Regions from separate parts of the Zea mays genome. Here regions 2 and 3 are each linked to region 1. A link is a contact called in public Hi-C data. All regions are on one chromosome and are shown on one strand. Each heading gives the region's core, a stretch centred on a gene start, on an enhancer-like site or on the middle of the called end of the contact. The rest is flanking DNA. Distances are from core to core; before and after follow the strand shown. Region 1 holds the start of LOC103643126 (WAS/WASL-interacting protein family member 2). Region 2 holds the start of LOC100384516. Region 3 holds the start of LOC100284394 (glutamate decarboxylase).

Region 1 (4,553 bases), core at 975-3,474:
TTGACGTATTGTACAGTAATTACTAAGGGGGTGTTTGAATGCGAGCTAATAGTTTAGTTAGCTAAAAAATTGGTAGTGAGATTAGCTAGCTAACAATAGCTAGTTAAATATTAGCTAATTTGCTAAAAGTAGCTAATAGCTAAACTATTAGCTAGACTGTTTGGATGTCTCCGGCTAATTTTAGCAGCTAACTATTAGCTCTAGTACATTCAAACACCCCCTAATCACTTCAGCTTAGCTATGGCTCACATTAGCACTAAGGTAACAGGCTAACAGCAACATGCTCATGCACATTTAAAATGACTAGGATGCTTTTAATCAAGTTATAATTCATAAGTGCAAATTCTTAAATTCATTTGAAAACATGGAGCCAAACTAACATAAAACAACATCAATTTTGTAGGAATGCTTATAGCTGCGCATAGTCTTTGATGACACAGAGAAAAAGGCGACAACTAATACACAAGCAGGTACTAAATGCAAGTGTGCAAATAGACATTTTACTCCGTTAGATCTAGATCCGACGGTATGTCACATTTAGCACTTAAATCCTTCCACCACTGTTTATTGTAGCTTTATAAAAATCCCCTAACAAACCACAATTGTATCTGCCGGTAGATTTAAATCTAACGGACAAAAAATTCTAATTACAAGTATCTGCTTGCATATTAGTCGTTGCCCATAGAAAAGGTTTATGTAATTAACAGCAGCGTAAACATCTTATTGACAAACTTTGATTTTGCAGTGCACGCAGAATTCAGATTTAGACAATTGATTATTCAAATTCTAACATAAGAAAATAAGCAAGTGAAGCATGCATGTCCTGATCAACTAGCAGACAACACACAACCATATAGGGAAAAAATGTAACAGGACCTACAACACATGATGATCACATACACAGAATATCTAATCATTGACTCCACTAAAACGAATTAGTTTACTGAAGCTAAGGAATTCAATTCATGCTCCAAGGATAGAAGACAAATTTAGCGAGTGAAGTTGAGAGATTTGCTGCGATAGGCTTGCCTGATAATTGGAACCTCTGGCTCAATCAAAAAAGCCACCCCCCTCGCGTGCCTCCGACATGACTGTATCCGATTCGGGGTGCGGAGGCCACTCAGATGACACAGTCTCGCCGCTATTGGCAGGTCCACCAGCTCCATCCCCGGTAATAGCCTGTGCGAGCTGCGTGGGCGACGCCGAGATATGAGACGCCAGTGGCGCATCGCTGCCGATGCGGACGCGGCGGCGTGTGGTGGTGCTGAAGCGGATGGTGATCCGCGTGGGCGGCGGGTCCTGCTGCGACGGTGCGGCCTGGTCGGGGTCGTCGGCGGGGGGGATGCGGAAGCGGCAGACGGGGCAGGAGTTGTGCATCCCGAGCCAGGTGACGATGCAGAAGGAGTGATAGAGGTGGGCGCAGGGGAGCTTCCGCGCCTCGGAGGCGAGGGGCAGGTCGTCCTTGCAGATGGCGCAGACGGCGGTGGGCTCAGCAACCTCGACCGTGGGCAGCGCGGCGATGGAGGCGGCCGTGGCGGGCGGCTCCCCTCGGCCGTGCGGGCCGGGGCCGTGGCCGATCTGCTGGAGGTGGTGGCGGTGGGCGAAGCGGCTAAGGTAGGCGCGCACCACGTCGGGGTCCATGACAAGGTCGAAGTCGTCGTCGGGGTCGTCCGAGAGCGAGGAGGAGGAGGAGTCGGAGAGGAAAAGCGGTGGGGGCGGCGGCGGCGGAGGTGGTGGTGGAGACGGGGTGCTAGGGTTCTCCTCGATGAAGTCGCTATGGCAGAGCGGGCAGAGGAGCCTGGCCGAGGAGGGCGCGGCCGGCTCGGGCAGCGACACCGTGGCCTCGCACTGGTAGCAGTAGAACTCCGGGGGCGGGAGCGGGAGCAGGAGCGGCTCCGACGGCGCCCCGGCGGGCGGGGAGGGCGCGGGCGAGGACATGGTCGGCACCGACCCCCTCGCCGGGTTCTGGCTTGGGGGGCTCCGCCTTCGGGTCCGGTGCTCCTCCGGGTCGTCGCCCTCGCGTCCTCGGCTCTTTCCTCTGCTTTGGTTGGGGGGACTTGGGGTTGGGATTTGTTGCGGGAGCAGGAGCACTCCACTAGTCCGCAGCCGCAGTCCCATCGTCCCTTTCGGCCGGGCGGCGCGGGGCCCCCCGTGGCCTGCGGCCTGCGGCCTGCGGCCTGCGGGTGTTTCGCAAGGCGCAGGCGCGTCAGCGCGTGAAATTCTGGGCCTGAAAATGCTGGTGGGTCCGCGCCGGCGTGGTGTTGTCCCGCGCTGAAGCGGCGGAGTAGTTCCCTAGCGTCCGCGACTCCGCGTTGTTTTTTTTCACATCTCTCGCTCAGATTGGGACGTGTCTGACGATAATTGGTCTTGGGCCCTGTTTGGATCCTATTGGATTATGAAAATCCAATGCAAAAAATCTCATACGCATTCAAACGGACCAGATTTTTAGAGCTACAGTGTATAATCTGGGCCAAAATCTACAATCTAGGGTTGGGTGGGTTAAAAGAGGATTCTGCAGTCCGACAAACGGTGAAAAAACGACAATAACCCTGAAAATTCAACTTTGCAGCACATCTCGATGTTTCTCGTCTCCTCCGCCAAACATCCAGGTGGTTCTCGCGCCTCGCCGGCCGGTCTTCAAATCCAATTTCCGACTTCACGAGAGCTCGCCCGACCTCTTCCCTTCCTGTGCTTCCCTCCCTTCGCTTCCCCCAAACCGCTCCCTGCTCAAATCCATCGCTCCCTGTCAAATCTTCCGCTCCCAATGGAGTTCTTTGCTGCCACTGGTGAGGACGAAGACTCCGTCGACACTTCCAACCTACCGGTCAAACAAGCATTCTGGGAGTTATCCCCCCAAGCTAGCCGCTCCATGGGTGTCCCTGGAGCTCATCTTCAGAGGGCTGCTGCAAACTTCAATAGCTTCGACTTCAACTCTGAGGCCTCAAACTATGTGTCGGGGACCATAATTAGGGTACCCTCAAGACTCCTAAATCTCAGCTGGTAACCCCCATCAGCACAAAGCTGCAAAGGCCTGATGGGTGCGACTAAGTCAAGGATCGGTCCATTCGAGGGACGCGATCACGCCTCGTCCGAGCCCAGCCTCGGGCATGGGCGGCCGACCCCGGAGGATCTACGTCTCGCCTGAGGCCCCCCTCTAGCAACGAACACACCTTCGGCTCGCTCGAGGCCCAGTCTTCACCAAGAAGCAACCTAGGCCAAATCGCCACGCCAACCGACCAAATCGCAGGGGCATTTAATGCAAAGGTGGCCTGACACCTTTATCCTGACGCACGCCCTCCAGTCGACAGAGCCGAAGTGACCGCAGTCACTTCGCCGCTCCACTGACCGGTCTGACAAGGGGACAGCGCCGCCTGCGCCGCACCGACTGCTGAGCCACTCGACAGAGTGAGGCTGACAGCAGCCAAGTCCGGCCCTAGGCGCCATGGGAAACTTCGCTTCGCCCGACCCCAGGGCTCGGACTCGGGCTCAGCCCCGGAAGACGACGAACTCCGCTTCGCTTGACCCCAGGGCTCGGACTCGAGCCCAGCCCCGGAAGACGACGAACTCCGCTCCGCCCGACCCCAGGGCTCGGACTTGGGCTCAGCCCCGGAAGACGACGAACTCCGCTTCGCCCGACCCCAGGGCTCGGACTCGGGCTCAGCCCCGGAAGACGACGAACTCCGCTTCGCCCGACCCCAGGGCTCGGACTCGGCCCTGGCATCCGCCGACGGTCTCCGCCTCGTCCGACCCAGGGGCTCGGACTCGACCTCGACCTTGGAAGACAGACTCGACCTCGACCTCGGAGGAGCCTCCACCTCGCCCAACCTAGGGCACGGACCGACCACGTCAACAGGAGGCGCCATCATTACCCTACCCCAAGCTGACTCAGGCTACGGGGAACAAGACCGGCGTCCCATCTGGCTCGCTCCGCCAGACAAGTAATGATGGCGCCCCGCACGCTCTATGACGACGGCGACTCTCAGCCCCCTTACGGAAGCAAGAGGACGTCAGCAAGGACTCGACAGCCCCGACAGCTGTCCTTCCGCCAGGCTCCAGCGCTCCTCCGACGGCCACGACACCACACGAACCGGGTGCCAAAACCTCTCCGGCTGCCGCGATGGCATGTACTTAGGGCGCTAGCTCTCCTCCGTTAGACACGTTAGCACACTGCTACACCCCCCATTGTACACCTGGATCCTCTCCTTGCGCCTATAAAAGGAAGGACCAGGGCCCTCTTACAGAGGGTTGGCCGCGCGGGGAAGGACGGGACGGCGCTCGCGTGAGGCCGCTCGCTCCCTCCCGCGTGGACGCTTGTAACCCCCTACTGCAAGCACACCCGACCAGGGCGCGGGACAAACACGAAGGCCGCGAGATTCCACCACTCACGCCTGTCTCCCTCCGGCTGCCTCCCCCCTTCGCGCCGACCCATCTGGGCTGGGGCACGCGACAATAATTTACTCGTCGGTCCAGGGACCCCCCGGGTTCGAAACGCCGACAGTTGGCGCGCCAGGTAGGGGCCTGCTGCGTGTTGACGAACAGCTTCCTGTCAAGCT
Region 2 (4,553 bases), core at 650-3,149, 370 kb after region 1:
GATGGGAGCAAAGGCTGGCATGTAGTACGGGACACTGAAACCAACCAAGGGGCGGCACGGCATCGGAAGGTACCCTACGGATGGACCCGGACACGACACGACACGTCTTGTGCACCGTAAAAAGCATCAGAGGACACGTCGTCGGACCTGTTTGCCGGCACTGACCCCTGTTGGGTCGAGTTCGTTGGTGCCCAACATATTCCCCGGCGTCGGCGTGGGGGCAGGGCCAGACCACCCCTGCCCTGAGTGGCCGCTCTCATCTGATCTCCTCTTTCTAGCTAGCTCGTCCGCCGTCGATCCATACATGTTGCTCGCAGGAACACCTGAAAGAAGATGCCGCACCGCACCACACCACACACATGTTCCAGCAGTGCCCGATCGAGTCCCTGCCTGCCTGCCTGCCCTTTTCTATGTGCTGGGGATGCAGAAGGGACAGGAGTGGGCGAGGATATATGCCGTTGTGCCGTGCTGTTTCGGTGGCGGCGCTGGACCATCCCCCGCCCGCCGCTGCACCTTGATCTCCTACCATCCGTCCATTCCCGTTGCATGCCAAGTCAGACTCACGAACCAACCCTAACAATGGCTAATAATAGACTCTAACCACCAATTAGCTCCATTAAACCAATCTGATTCGAACACACTCATGAACAGGCTCAGCTAAGGGTCGGATCGGATGCATACATACATACTGTACAACCTCGAGGCAGCAGCGGCACACTGTGGCCTGGCCTAGTGGCCTGGGCCTGTCCCGGGGACGACGACAGCTCACCCGACCCGACCCGAGCACGGGCGGACGGAAGAGTCTCCTCATCTCCACAACTTGGGATGCTCGTCATCGGTCCCGTGGGCTCCAACGACGACGTAACCGGATTAATCATTGAATAAATCCAGATGCTGTTGTTTGCAAGCCATGATTAGCTAGCGTATGAAGGAGGACCCACCGTATCGTATATACGGCAGGCTCGCCAGGAACCGACACTTGCCGCCCGCCGTGCCATCAGCCGCCTCACCCGCACCGCAACTACTGGTAGGTGGCTAGGTAGCCTAGGCATGCAGTGCAGGACGACCCAACGGGGAGGGAAAGAGTAGAGTAGAGCACGCACGCACACGCACAGTGTGCACGCGAACGAAGCAAGCAGAAGCAGCGCAAAAAGGAGAAGAAGAAAAAAAAACAAAAGCCTGACGCGAGGCGAGACAAGGACAGATCGGAAGGGCACGAGAACACGGTGAGCTGCAGCACACAGCACGCAGTAGGTGGAGTGGCGACCTCGATCGGTTTCAGGGATCCATCGCCCGGGAAGGGGACGGACAGACGGACGGCTCCGAGCTTGCTTGGAGGCGAAGGCCGGCAACGAACGGGCCGAGACCGACAGCGGCGTCCCGAGCAAGGCTTGCAGGTCGCGGTCACCAACCCCGGCCGGGCCTGCCCTGGCACCACCGGACCGGCCACGCGCGCACCTGTCGCAACAACCCCACCCAACGCGCGCGTCGATCGACTGGGGACAGAGGACGCCGGACGCCGCTCTGGCACGGCGCGTCTGCTCTGCTCGCCCTCACGGCGCCAGCGCCACCGGATCCGGTTGGCACGTCCGTCCATCCATCCGATCGGTCCAGTTAAAGCTTTCCTGCTGGCTCTGAACGGTGAGACGGCATACATACAACTCCATCCATCAGGCTTAGGCCATCCGAGTTCTTTTCAGCGTCCAGTTGTGCAGGGCGGTCGCACACACACCACACACGCGCCCCGTCCATTCCATTCTCATCGCGATCGAGGTGGCCTGGCACTGGTACTGGCACTGCCCTCGCTGGCCCCAGGCCATGGCCTGTCTTCGCTAGCTTCCTTCCTTACAGTATAAATATTTTGGTGCGCCACTGCGCCAGCTCCGGCCTGTCCCTTAGTTGTACCATCGTGTCCTTTTCCTCCTACCTCCTCCTTGGCTGGCCCTCTTCCCCGTCTTCCTCCCTCTTCCTTCGTCTCTCCGTTTCAAGCCCTACCGACAGGCATTTGCTTCTGCTCCAGTGATCAGCCCCCTCCCCTCCTGGCCTCCTCTCCACCCGGCCAAAAACTGATCTTTTTTTTTCGGTTCTGGTACCATAGCTATTAGTAGTCGTAGCGGCTAACTTGCAAGCCGATTGTCTCTAGCACGCAAGTGTTTTTCCCTCCCCTGAGATTGGTGGGTGATCGAGAGTTCGAGACAGTGTACACATACATACTCTGCTCGTCTGCTGAGGATCGATCGCTTGGTCTCGTTGTTGCGTAGATAGGTACTAGAGGACTATAGCTACTAGTAGGACTAGGAGAGGATCCGAGGGAGAGAGAGTAAGGCCAAGATGATGCGCGCGAACCGGGAGCAGAGAGTGGCCTTCTCGTCGACGAAGGAGGCCGCCGCGGTGCCCAAGGAGGAGGTGTGGGAGGTCCGGCCCGGCGGGATGCTGGTGCAGAAGCGGAGCCCCGACGCGGACCCGCCCCCCGGCGGCGCGCCCGTGCCCACCATCCGCGTCAAGGTCAAGTTCAACGGCGTCTACCACGAGATCTACATCAACTCCCAGGCATCCTTCGGTAATAATGCCTCCTCATCCGTCCTCCGACTGTGCATGTGTTGTAGCTGTTTCTTTCTACTGAGTGAATTCGAGCCGGTGAATGCGTGTTCCTGCAGGCGAGCTCAAGAAGCTGCTGTCGGAGAAGACGGGCCTGCACCCGGACGACCAGAAGGTGGTGTACAAGGACAAGGAGAGGGACTCCAAGGCGTTCCTGGACATGGCCGGCGTCAAGGACCGCTCCAAGATGGTCATGCTCGAGGACCCCGCCGCCAAGGCCAAGCGCCTCCTCGAGGAGCGCCGGACCGGCAAGGCCGAGCGCGCCGCCAAGGCCATCGCCCGCGCCGCCCTCGACGTCGACAAGCTCGCAACCAAGGTGCGTACAGCAGACAGCAGTCAAGGTTCCTGTCCCACGTACGTTCTGTCTCTGTGACTCTCACGCCGTATTTGATTGGTCAGGTGTCGGCGCTGGAGACGATCGTGAGCAAGGGCGGCAAGGTCGTGGACGCGGACGTGGTGACGCTGACCGAGGCGCTGATGAACGAGCTGGTGAAGCTGGACTCCGTCGCCGCCGAAGGGGAGGTGAAGGCGGCGCGGCGGGCGCAGGAGAAGCGGGTGCAGAAGTACGTGGAGACGCTGGACGCCATCCGCGCCAAGAACAAGGCGGCGGCGGCGGCGGCGCCGGCCAAGGCCCGCAGCGGCAGCAACAAGGCGCGGCCGCCGCGCCCGCCCCCGGCTTCGGCGCACGCGCATCAGAGCCAGCAGCAGCGCCGGCAGTTCCAGCCGCCGGCGCCGGTGTCGCAGACCCAGACGGCGAGCTGGGAGACGTTCGACCTCCTGTCGTCAGTGCCGTCGACGTCGGCGGCCCCCGTGACGACCATGGCCCCCGCGACCAGCACCACGCCGTCCCCGCGCTTCGACTGGGAGCTCTTCTAGATGGCTCCTCAAGGCGCCAGCCTGCCACACCCCCCTGGCCTGGCCCCCATCTCTCGCCACTTGTGTGCCTGTCCATTGGCTCGGCCAGTACCTTCTCCTGTTCGCCTTGGCCATGGTGCATGTCAATCGCCATTGTTTCTTTCTTTCTTTCCTTCCCGCTCTCTTTATTCTGTCATTCTTGCTGTCCTTTGAGCGATTGAAAGTCTGTGTATATTGCATTTGCATGATCTCTCCACACCCCCCCCCCCCCACCCCACCCACCCCAGAAAAAAAGGAAACAACTGCAGTGAGAGTGAGCTACTAGTGAACAGAACAGAACAGAAGCGCATGCGTCCATGGTGTGTCTGTGTGCAAAATAAGTGGTGGCCTCGTAACCGAACCGACGAAGGATTTTTTTGCCATGACCATATATGATATGTTGTTGTATGTATAGTAGTGCAGCAGTGTACATGAATCAGACAATGTTCTCAACGTACGTGTTTCCTTGTGCTAGCTCCCGGATGTAATGTAAATGAATGGTATACTATATGAATCTATGATGGATGGCCCACCCATTCCACATTGTGCATGCAATGGAAACGAACAATGGCCGCTCGCTGGCTTTGATCTGCTGTCATTGTGTTGAAAGTTGGAAGAGGGTGAGTAATGAGTGTTGCGCAGCTGCAGCTGCAGCTGATGGACCGTACCCGGGCTGATTATTGGGGGGGTTTGGCGCTTGCAGCTGTACTGGGCAATTATTATTGGGCATCTCACACATCTGCCAGATCAGGGGGTCGTTAGCGTTTTGGCTGAACTCGCCGGCATGCATGATGATGCATTGATGCATCGCATAAAATAAAACTACGCGCTCGGTCAGCCCACGTACTACTACTAGGGTGATTTCCAATCGTACATGCATGCATGCATGCCCCGCTCTTAAAACCATAATGAATTTTGTTGTATTGTAGCATGATTGTATCAGAACACTCCATTGCACTCTAAAGCGAGAATTATGTTACCAAACTATATAATAGTATTTTCTAAAGAAACTATAAAACACTTTGCATCTTGTTGCCGCCTTTTTGGAGCGCCAAACACTC
Region 3 (4,553 bases), core at 585-3,084, 270 kb before region 1:
AGTAGATCCTAAGTTTACATGTGTTCATCCAAGGTTGCAGTCACCTAGATTTAGCCCTTTCTTTGACAATTGCATTGGAGCCATTGATGGCACACATATCCCAGTTGTGGTTCCTACTACCAAAGTAGTTCAACATACTGGAAGACATGGGTACACTTCACAGAATGTCATGGCCGTTTGTGATTTTGATATGAGGTTTACTTTTGTTGTGGCTGGATGGCCAGGATCAGTTCATGACATGAGAGTTTTCAAAGATGCAATTGGAAAATACGGAGATAGGTTTCCACATCCTCCAGAAGGGAAATTCTATCTTGTGGACTCGGGGTATCCAAATCGTATAGGATATCTTGCTCCATACAAAGGTACAAAATACCATCTTCCTGAATTTCGTCAAGGTCCAATGCCAAGAGGTAGAAAAGAAAATTTTAATTATGCACATTCTTCACTTAGAAATGTAATTGAAAGGTCATTTGGTGTCTTGAAAATGAAATGGAGGACTCTATTAGATCTCCCTAGATATCCTATGGCAAAACAAAGTAGAATAATTATAGGGTGTATGGCACTTCACAATTTCATTAGGGGGAGTTTTTTGGGAGATAAGGATTTTGAGTTGTGTGACCATGATGAGAATTATGTGCCTGAAGTTGGTGAGTCAAGTACACAAGAACAAGAACAAGTAGCAGGTTCAGTACAAGGTGAAGAAGATCGGAATATGAATCAATTTCGTGATTGGATAGCAGATGGCTTGTTCAACAAACTGTAATGTTTTTGTGTGTAATAAATATTACAGAAATGTACTGCTTCTTGTGCTTTGTGCTTTGTCTATGCTTTCGTGATCGAAATGTTTACTGTAATGTTCACTGTAATAAATATTGCTTTGTACTTTCATTATTGAAATGTCTACTGTAATGTTCACTGTAATAAATATTGCTTTGTGCTTTCATGATCGAAATATTGAAGAAGATCGAAATGGTTACTGTAATGTATATTGCTTTGTGTATCTGTACCACGCGTGTATCTGCACCAGGCGTGTGTAGCAGGTGGCTTGAATAGCGCAGATATCTGCACCAGCACCAGGCGATTGTATTTGCACCGGGCGTGTATGCATGCAGTAGATAGCAGGTGGCTTGAATAGCGCAGATAGCAGGTGGCTTTGTGGCAAGGGCATTTCAGTCTTTTTTAATGTTCAGAATATAATTAGTCCCTAGAACCAAACAAGTAGGGACTAAAGTTTAGTCCTAGAACTAATTGAAACCAAACATGGCCTTAATGGCTAATGCTATTTAGATCACTTTTCTCCCTCATCCTTGGTACATAGTAACCATTATTATCTCTTCCTCTCCTCTCCAAGACAATAGTGTTAGTAGTTTAGTACGGATAATATTCTGCTAGTTTTATATAAGTCTTGAGTTTTATCCTTCCTTCTTATAGACACGAGGAGAGGCAACATGCTACATACACATACACTAGTAGACTTCAGTTCACCTGACTTTTAATCCGTATCGTACCAAATATTTGAATATCGATTGGCCGACACGCAGGACGCAGCAGCTGTGTGGCCGGCGAGAGGGAACCTGCGCGCAGGCCGCAGGGGATCCGCAGCAAACAGCCGCGCGGCATAGGCAGATAGGCTAGCCATCGCCACCACGCCACGCGGACGCCTCGCCGCGCGGACGCGTCCGGGGCACCACACGCGTACGTGTGCCGTGTGCGACGCGCGGCACCACACGCGTACCCGAGCCGGCGCCCGACCCGCCTCCAGAACCACACCCCACGTCCCCGTCGCGGCGGGCCAGGCTGCAGCGACAACACCGCACTAGCCTAGCCTCCCCCCGCCGCTCGGCCGAATAGAATCGATTCCCCCTCCTCCGTCGCTGTCCGGCCGACCGCGGAGAGCGGAGTCGATCGGGGGCGACAACGATGGTGGTTAGCGTGGCCGCGACCGGGCCCGGCACGGACGCCGAGCCGGTGAGCTCCACCTTCTTCGCGTCCCGCTACGTCCGCGACCCACTCCCACGGTCAGTCAGTTGCTGTGCTGGCTGTGGCACTTCTTTGATGATACGAGTACTAGCAAATAATGAAGAGCTCTGGTAGTGGCAACTTCCGTTTCAGCCCGCCGCGCGGAGGCCGCTGGTTGGCCAGGGGACACCACGCCTTCCATTATTAGAGTACCACTACTCCATTAGTACCAGCGTACCACCACCACCGAAAACGAATCCCAGAACAGTACCGCAGCGGCAGCCATGGTGCTCTCGCACGCGAGCTCCGGCCGGGACGACGACGACGCGGTGGCCTCCACCTTCGCGTCGCGCTACGTGCGCGAGCGCCTGCCGCGGTGACGTGACGACCACAGATCCGGCGGCCGCGCGCTAGCCTCTGTCGGTGCTCATCCTGCTGCTCGCCGCGCGCAGGTACCGGATGCCGGAGCGGTCGATCCCGCGGGAGGCGGCGCAGCAGATCATCAGCGACGAGCTCATGCTGGACGGCAACCCGCGCCTGAACCTGGCGTCCTTCGTCACCACGTGGATGGAGCCCGAGTGCGACAAGCTCATCATGGACTCCATCAACAAGAACTACGTCGACATGGACGAGTACCCCGTCACCACTGAGCTCCAGGTAGTATGTTAGCACCACAGAAGGTAGAAGAAAGGAGATCAGAGATTAGAGCTAGGAAGACGGAAGGAAGACGAGAGCTAGACGGGGTCTAAGTAAATTGGTATTTTGTATTTCGTTGTTTGATGCCTTTTACAGCTGACTCAGCCTATATTTATATCTCCTCAAGCCCACATAACCCATAGCTCATCTACTACACCTAATATATCTAACATAGTACTACAACTAATAAATCTCTTATAAGCTTGACTAGATCTATAAAAAAAATAGCATTGGTGTTTATACATCTTTACTATAAAATTACATTATTCTATAGTTAATTCAATTATTGCATAATAAATATTAGTAATCTTGTTATATATTTGATCGAACTTTTATTGTGAATCACAGAGAATAAGTTTTCTATTCTACTTGGGAAAACCATATATGAGCAATGCCAAAAGTTCTCGAGTTTTTCGACCGGAAAATCCTGAATATACCTGATAAACAATGAACATATATGGACGACCTGAAGAGAAAAAAAAAGTTCGATTGTTTTGTGTTTCCCAGTTCAGACTAATAAGTTACAGTAACAGATGGTTTGTAGAGATGTTTAACTTGTCTCTGCCAAACAATAACTACGACCTGTTTATACACTCCTGTTATGTTACTTGCCACTGTGCATTTGCTTACTGCCTGCCCTCTATTCCTGCAGAACCGCTGCGTAAACATGATAGCTCACCTGTTCAACGCGCCGATCAAGGAGGACGAGACAGCTATTGGGGTCGGAACAGTGGGATCCTCGGAAGCGATCATGCTTGCAGGTCTGGCGTTCAAGAGGAAATGGCAGAACAAGAGGAAGGAGCAGGGGAAACCGTGTGACAGACCCAACATCGTCACCGGTGCCAACGTTCAGGTACTCTGTGTCCGTGTACAACTGTTGGTCGACGATCAGATCGTAACCGCCGTGTGTAACAATGTGTCTGAAAGACGCCTTTGGTGGTCGTTTCTGATGTCCTAGGTCTGCTGGGAGAAGTTTGCAAGGTATTTTGAGGTGGAGCTGAAGGAGGTTAAGCTATCAGAAGGGTACTACGTCATGGACCCCGTCAAGGCTGTTGAGATGGTGGACGAGAACACTATCTGTGTCGCGGCGATCTTGGGGTCGACTCTCACCGGAGAGTTCGAGGATGTCAAGCAGTTGAACGACCTTCTTACAGAGAAGAACAAGGAAACTGGGTGAGCGTTTTGTTCTCTGCCTGGGCTTCTAGCTAGCTAGGGCATTATCTTTTGAATGCAGCATACTCTGCTCTTGTTTGATTCTTTCTGTGAAGATGCTTACTTCCCTTGTTGATGCACGCAAATGAAGGTGGGACGTGCCTATCCACGTCGACGCCGCGAGCGGAGGGTTCATAGCGCCTTTCCTCTACCCTGAGCTCGAGTGGGACTTCAGGCTGCCTCTGGTGAAGAGCATCAATGTCAGCGGGCACAAGTACGGCCTCGTCTACCCTGGTGTTGGCTGGGTCATCTGGCGGAGCAAGGATGATCTGCCTGAGGAGCTCATCTTCCATATCAACTACCTGGGGACGGACCAGCCTACGTTCACGCTCAACTTCTCCAAAGGTATCTTCGGCTCCTTCCTTTCAGGCTCCTCTGTTGTTTCCTTGGGTCTTTCTCATGGTGCATGGAATTGAGAGGGACTGGCGATTTTCTGCAGGTTCCTGTCAGATCATTGCGCAGTACTATCAACTCATTCGCCTAGGCTTCGAGGTACTACTGTTCTTCGATCGGTTCTTCCTCCTCTTGATCGAACATTCTGAATATATATGTGCAGGGGAACAAAAGGGGGTGCTGTCTGATACGTTTCTTGAGGGCGAGTCGTTTTTGTTTCTGTTCTCGCTTTGTGCTGCCGTAACAGCCTCCCAATCTGGTCGGGTTTTTTTTTTTTGGTGCCGCTTCTATCT

What was found. A called contact is a pair of places that touch in the nucleus more often than the background predicts.
Region 2: a Hi-C map of endosperm shows a contact between it and region 1, with 2.9 times the contacts expected there. The contact joins the promoter of LOC100384516 here to the promoter of LOC103643126 in region 1. A contact is called at or near these places in 3 of 25 Hi-C or Micro-C datasets (bundle sheath, endosperm and leaf).
Region 3: a Hi-C map of bundle sheath shows a contact between it and region 1, with 2.9 times the contacts expected there. The contact joins the promoter of LOC100284394 here to the promoter of LOC103643126 in region 1. A contact is called at or near these places in 4 of 25 Hi-C or Micro-C datasets (bundle sheath, ear, leaf and 1 more).

What each region holds. Positions count from the first base shown.
Region 1 is chr1:202,313,542-202,318,094 of Zm-B73-REFERENCE-NAM-5.0, reverse strand. It overlaps LOC103643126 (WAS/WASL-interacting protein family member 2), which reads right to left and starts at 2,224. Exons shown (of 2, transcript XM_008666280.4): 1 at 1,030-2,224. The coding sequence starts at 2,118. The coding sequence ends at 1,051.
Region 2 is chr1:201,945,532-201,950,084 of Zm-B73-REFERENCE-NAM-5.0, reverse strand. It overlaps LOC100384516, which reads left to right and starts at 1,899. Exons shown (of 3, transcript NM_001357537.1): 1 at 1,899-2,560; 2 at 2,658-2,914; 3 at 2,998-3,719. The coding sequence starts at 2,332. The coding sequence ends at 3,474.
Region 3 is chr1:202,581,240-202,585,792 of Zm-B73-REFERENCE-NAM-5.0, reverse strand. It overlaps LOC100284394 (glutamate decarboxylase), which reads left to right and starts at 1,834. Exons shown (of 7, transcript NM_001157289.2): 1 at 1,834-2,018; 2 at 2,412-2,616; 3 at 3,308-3,508; 4 at 3,614-3,828; 5 at 3,959-4,212; 6 at 4,307-4,359. The coding sequence starts at 1,921.